2 separate regions of the Gossypium hirsutum genome follow, and region 2 is linked to region 1. Evidence: chromatin contacts called from public Hi-C data. All regions are on one chromosome and are shown on one strand. The core of a region is the stretch at or near the end of the contact, and the rest is flanking DNA. Distances in the headings are between cores, read along the strand shown. Region 1 holds the start of LOC107950125 (probable F-box protein At2g36090). Region 2 holds the start of LOC107950123 (protein NTM1-like 9).

The links. A called contact is a pair of places that touch in the nucleus more often than the background predicts.
Region 2: a Hi-C map of leaf shows a contact between it and region 1, with 3 times the contacts expected there. The contact joins the promoter of LOC107950123 here to the promoter of LOC107950125 in region 1. A contact is called at or near these places in 5 of 34 Hi-C or Micro-C datasets (callus, leaf and petal).

Annotation. Positions count from the first base shown.
Region 1 is chrD03:35,954,586-35,957,863 of Gossypium_hirsutum_v2.1, forward strand. LOC107950125 (probable F-box protein At2g36090) reads left to right here and starts at 1,447. Exons shown (of 1, transcript XM_016884899.2): 1 at 1,447-2,939. The coding sequence starts at 1,695. The coding sequence ends at 2,762.
Region 2 is chrD03:36,121,055-36,124,495 of Gossypium_hirsutum_v2.1, forward strand. It overlaps LOC107950123 (protein NTM1-like 9), which reads right to left and starts at 2,115. Exons shown (of 6, transcript XM_041090022.1): 1 at 1,777-2,115; 2 at 1,199-1,481; 3 at 822-1,097; 4 at 329-712; 5 at 1-139. The coding sequence starts at 1,799.

The DNA.
Region 1 (3,278 bases), core at 197-2,696:
CATCTTTTGTACTCTTCATTCTTTTGCCATTATAGTAAAATTATCTTTGCCCATGGTTTTTTATCCTCTTTTGAGGGGTTTTTCCACGTTAAATTTGTGTGTTCATCTTCTCAATTTCTTCTACTATTTTTACTTGTTCGTTGCTTATTCGGGACGATCCTAACAGCAACCTTTGTCTCCTACACTTAATGTAAATTGTCTCAACACTCGACCTCTCCTATTGAAGTTGGTAAAATCACTCTCAATCGATGGATAGTTTTCTTTATATTTACACCAGTGAAATGGATTCCCAAGATGAACTATGTAGTGTTTTATTATTTCCTCCACAATGGAGGATGAAGCTTCCATTAAAATACTTCAAGCGCTATCATAGTGATAAGATATCCTTGAAATGAGAATAAGATAGCTTTAAAACCATATCATATTGCTTGATATCAATTTGTCAATCTTGTCCATTAATATCCTCTTAATAAAGGATAGTAAAAATTCCATAAATCTTGAACTTAGAATAAAAATCAATCTTAGTATAAACAAATCAAGATTACCAACAAACAATTTTGCACCAACATATTATAGTAGGGAATTCCTTCAAATTCTTGACCATTTTTAATAAAGGAGGAGAACTGTGTCTAACAGAATATTAGGGTCCATGTCCAACCTACTTGAAACTAATGCATTGCCTCTTGACGGCAAATTCAAAGAACTTTTGCCTTGGATTTCACGTATTTTGGTTTCCTTAATGTTTATGGGCAACTATTGTACCTAAATATATAGAAGCCTTTAGCTTTGAATCAATTAAACTGGTTAATTGCAGTTTTGCTTCTATTTAATGAAATTCGTCCACAATAAAGAGCTTCCATTTCTTTCACAATAGTGCCAAAATGTTGGGCAGCTTTCCTTTTTCGTCCGTAACAACCATTCCCCATGAACTAGCATATACATGAAGTTCTATGCAACCAACATTTTGATCCCATTCTCTCAACCCTAATAATATAAATTATTAAGACTATTTAATTATTTGATGATATCTTAAGAATGAATCAATCAAATTAAGTTAAAAGTTGATTTGTTTTTGTTAACTAGCATATAAATTTTTATATAATTAGTGAATGTTATGACACTTGTTAAAAATTTAATTACCTGTTAAAGAAAATTATTAATTATAAATTTATATACTAAAGGTGCATCCAATACTAATAAAAATTTAAGATGGATTTTTTTTTTTTGGAACTGAATTGATTGATGGGTGATTAGGGAATAATATGAATAATAGCAAAGATGAACCTCTCAATTATCTTTCATTTAATATGATAATGACTTTTCAACTTCACAAAGCCATCACTTAATTACGGGCTTAGGCAGTCTAGTATAGAGGTTACAACTTAATAGCTTGGACGAACCTAATGGTGTTTTCCATTTAAAGAATTTGGCTGTTTGAAGTTGGCAAAGTTTCAAAGTTGGCAAGCCAACCCTGCAGTTGGAGGTTCACTATCTTTGGCCTAATTGTGGATTGTCCCACGGATTTATGGAAGAAATTTAAACCCTGTAAAACGCGCCTACTGACTTGAATCACGTTGGTCAATGGTGTGTTTCATGGTCATACATCAATTTCTATGGACGGATAGATGGGTCAAATCACTGTTATATAAACAAGTGGGAGCGTATCCATAGTAGGCAAAAAATAAAAATAAAAAATGGAGCATTTGCAATGTGATTTGAAGTGCTTAAGCAGGGATATCCTAGCTGATATCATGGCTCGACTAGATGGTTCAACCCTGGCCTCAGCTGCCTGCACATGTTCTGACCTTCGAGGCATAGCTCGAAACCAAAGGTTATGGAAGCAATTGTGTAATTCCACATGGCCTTCCACTGCACTCGACGAAGCCCAACACCTTATTTCATCATCAACGGATGGTTTTCGCAGATTCTATGCTGATTCTTATCCTCTTATTTCGAATGATCACAAAGATGCCAACAATTACTTTCCTATACAACCAACCCTTATTTCTCCGTCTAATTTTGCTTTGTTTATAGATGTTTATTATAGAGAAAAATGTATTACTTCCAGTGTCTTAGATGGCATACCTATGGAAACCGATTTCGGCCAAGATGATGACACAACAACTGGTCTTATGAGTTGGGTATTGAACTGTCCATTCAAAGTGGTACCTTCAGATATTAATGATGAAGATATTGAAGATGGTGACGATGGACATGACTTCGTATCACTTGTGGGAAAAGCAGATGATCGTTGCAATGAACTAAAAGAAGGGATTCGATTAAGTTGGGTGTTATTAGACAAGAAGAGAGGAAAAGCTGGAAATCTATCAAGCTGGAAGCCATTGTCGGTGAAGAAAATATGGGCTTCTAATGGTGACTATATTCTACATTTTGGGTGCATTATCCCAGTCCAAGAGAGCCTACAACTGCCTCACAACTTGGCCAAGTGTCTTATAGTGGCAAGATGCAACATAGAGGAAAAACGAGGGTATTTGAGATGGAAAGAGGTAAGTATGCACATTGAGGACACTAGTGGAGCATATGTAAATGGTGGCAAGAGTTTAATCATCTTGAACCAAGCTCTATATTGCTCACGAAGTAATAATCGTCATGCTGTTGAAAAGGGTTACATACAATTTGAGGGACGAAAGCAAGAGATTATAAGGAAAAAGAAGCTCGAAGAAACCTTGGCTGATTGGCTTTGTATATCTTTTGAAGTAGTAATCCTCTTAATTTTAGGGTACCGAATTTTACCCATTTAAAGTCAATTATTATGGTCCAATGACAACTTAAGTAACCATTGCAAAGCACTGTGTTTCTATGACAAATAATTATTCATGTTAAACTGTGTTTTAACTTCTTTCATCAATTACAGACTGTTATGATGTTGCAATCCACAACCTTTGACAAATCAAAATGGAAATTTGAGAGTTTCCCAAGTTAAATGATGTTGATGGGTTTGATCCAGCCTAAGGATTTGGGCACATACATAGGATTGAATTGGGTACGGCATACTTATTGGAGAAGAGGGTATCCATTTTAAGTTGGGTTTAATGGGAGGCTCATTCTTCGTAATGGGCTGATAAATTTAATTTCAGGCTCAATGGGTTTTAAATAGTGAGCTTTATTTTTAGTTTTAAGAATATATCTATATTATATTTATACATCTATACTATACTAATAGTAACCTAAAAATGTTAGATGTGGCGTTTTTAAAAAAATAAATATGTTAGACATGGAAGTTATTTTCAAAAATTAAAAAATTCAATATCCTAAAA
Region 2 (3,441 bases), core at 865-3,364, 170 kb after region 1:
CAATATGTCCACCTATGAATACTGGATCATATGGCGCAGTTTGGGTAAGGCTGGACTCTAAGGAAGTTAGCATTTGCACGGAGTTCTTGTCATCAACAAACCCACCAGGCCACCCAGGACCTCCAACGTCCGACTCATTCTGGTAAAGAATTTCAAAACATAAAAAATTAAGTTAGAATCCAACTGTAAACTAAATCTCATTGCCTTCAAAGTGAAAAACAAATGCAAAAAATGAGGCAGAAACTCAAACTCAAGCTTTAGAAAACCAAACAGGAAACAACTAATGGCTACATACAAAGGAAATAAATGCTAGAAGTTATCTCTTTACCTGAACTGGCAACATTTCATTGTATATGCCATTTTCTTTGACATAGGAGGTTTCTGGTGGCATTGCCTTCGAAATGAATGCATTACCAGACAAGGGCATTTCGGTTCCAGCAACCAAGTTTTTCCAACTGTTAGACTCTTCAGAGAAGTTAGCACGGTTATTCAAGGCCTCATCCAACAATGGGAAAGATATATCTTGTTTGCTAGTCCCATCCTGGAAATGGGATCCATTTTGATCATGGCCAAAGTCGCTTGCATAAGGGGAATCCATATAGGGCGGCAGATCTTCAAAAAAATGTGAGTTCATTGGTGAGAAGACTTTATAATCAATTTCATCACAATTTGGTTCATACAAGTCTGAATTGCTTCCCAAGAGCGGATATTTCTGTGTTAATAAGCAAGAAAACAGTTCTTGTCAAGAGTCATGGTATAGTCAATATAAAACAATGATGCATGCAACAATGCTAGAATATAGATAACTTGTTGACTTCTACCAAGGTTTCTTCAGCTGCGTGATCTTCTGCATCAGAAGTCATATGACTATTGCAGCAGCTGTCACCCGTTATTTGACCATTTCGCATGGAAGTATCGGGATTCTGAGCTTGTGTCTCAGATGATATGGTATCTTGGAGAAGATCCGATGATGTATCATCATCAGGAGCAGATTTTGTCATGGCAGCCGAACATACGGTTTGTTCAACCTCATCGTACTTCACAATATCATTCTTCTCTTCCGGTTTATGAAACAATCGACATAGAACAAAAGCACTCTGCACCAAGAAAAAGGGTCCAAGTCATATAGTCATTCTTGTTTTTATTTGAATCAAACCCTTAACTAAGAATAGCAAGCCTAAAAATTAAGAAGGAAAACCTGGCCAGGGGCGGTGCCATCAAGGTCCTCTATAGTGGGACGGTACTCATGCATGATCCAGTAAGTACGCTGGCCCTTGGGAGCACGGCCCTTGTAAAAAACCAAAGTCTTCTTCATGCCAATCAGTGATTTTTTAGACTTAATGGTTCGATCCTTACCCGTTGCTTTCCAATATCCTTTATCCGTAGCTCTGTTGGAACGATGGCTGTTCGGGTACTTCCTATCAAGCGGGCAAAAGAAGAACCACTCTGGATCGTCCGATTTTATCACCGACAGTCCTGTATTTAAATTCAACCATCCCAGCAATAAAAATTCAGAATTTAACTAATTTTGGAACATAAAAACTTTTTTTCGCAGAGAGGAATTTCAAAAAAAAAAAACCCGTAAGTTTACCTCAAATTGCAAGTTGGAGGAATCGAATTTATGAAATAAAATGTATATTAATTTCATATATTGAGCGAATAAAGCAAAATTTTCAGCTGACGCTTTGGCTAAGGCTAAGGTATCAAAGAATCAAAACAATACTTAAACCAATAATTTCTTTCTTACGCAAAAGAAAAAGAGAAAAAAAGAAATACCAGGCAAATCCCATGGCTCCCATTTGCAGACATCGATTTCAGGAATGACACCAACCTCGGAATGACGACCGTTGATCTTCAATCTAAGGTAATGATTGATGAGCTCCTCATCAGTCGGCCTGAACCTAAACCCTAAAGGCAACGTTTCCATCGTTAAAACTGCCATCCTTTGCTAGTTTTCAAAAAAATAAATCTCGATTCTGAGTAAAATTGTCTTCTTCTTCTTCAGTGACTATCCAACTAGATTACTTAGGTAGGTAAATTAGTTGATTTTCAGTTGAGAGCTCCGTCGGGTCGCTTTCGTCGTAGGGTAAAGCCGCAAAGCCAAGTAAATGTGATATTGGTTTTTATTAAAGCTTTTTCTATTGGTTTTTATTAAAAGAGAAAAAAGAAAAAAATTATTTTGCCTCGTGCGCCCGGCTGTCTATAATATTGTGATATTTGACCAGAAACTTTTTTATTTGGTTCATTCACGTGCTTTTCTAGTGTTCTATATATATATGGACTAATTGCAACCAGATTTAGATTCTAAAATTACTACTAAACTTCAAAATATATTAATTAAGGTTAAAATGTGCTTCAAGTCCTTGTATTCTTTGTACATATGAACTTTATTCCTCTTACTTTTATTTTAATGAATTTAGTCCCTCTGCTTTTCAGATTTAAAAATACATGTTCAATTGTTAACATGGCCGTGAAGTGAGATTTTCTTTTAAAATTTCAAAATATTGCATCAATAAAGTTAAGAAAAAAATTAACAACTTAATAATTAGATCTAAAATTTGAAATTTAAAAAGTAGAAAGACTTAATTATTAAAAATAAAAATATAAGGACTATGTAAAGAAATCTTAAACTTTGACTGAAAATTGCTTACAGAAAAATTTTGATATTTTATTATATTTGGATGATTCCACGTAATCATTTGATTTTTTTAAAAATCATTTTTCAAAGTTATTTTAAATAAAAATGCATAATAAAAATTATAAAATATTATGGAAATATTGCCGTTTGACAAACTAGTAATGACTATATTATCTCATATAAATTTAATATTAACTTAATTTGAAGTTATAGGTATGATGTTGGACGGTGAAAACACCGGAGCCAAAAGGATAAATGAAAACAAATATTCATTTACACTATTAAAATATTATTACTAAATATTTAAAAATTATCATTTATATATTTAATAATAATAAATTAATAAAAAATATTTTTCAATAAAATATTAAGAATACTATTTAAAAATTAAAATAATTATTAATGTTGAAGTCTATTATCAAAATAATATTATAATATTAGATATCAATATTTTAATATTTTTAAAATGAAAATTATTATTAACATAATAATATTTTACTCAATTCAAATTAATTTTATGTAAATATTATATTACTTATAAGGGAGTTTTTTTCTTTAAAAAAATGGTCTTTTGTTTTTTTTAAAAAAGACAATTTCATAAAAAAAAGCTTATATGTCAAAAATAATCATTAAAATATGCAAAAAAATTCAATTAAGTTTATGCAATAAATTCGCACTCAATTAAGTCCTTTCTATTAACTAAAATAATCAATTAAGCCCCTCCGTTAACGATTCCTGTCATTACTCACGTTGACCGTTAAAATAAATTGATGAACCAATCAGATGGTGACATGCGGCAACTT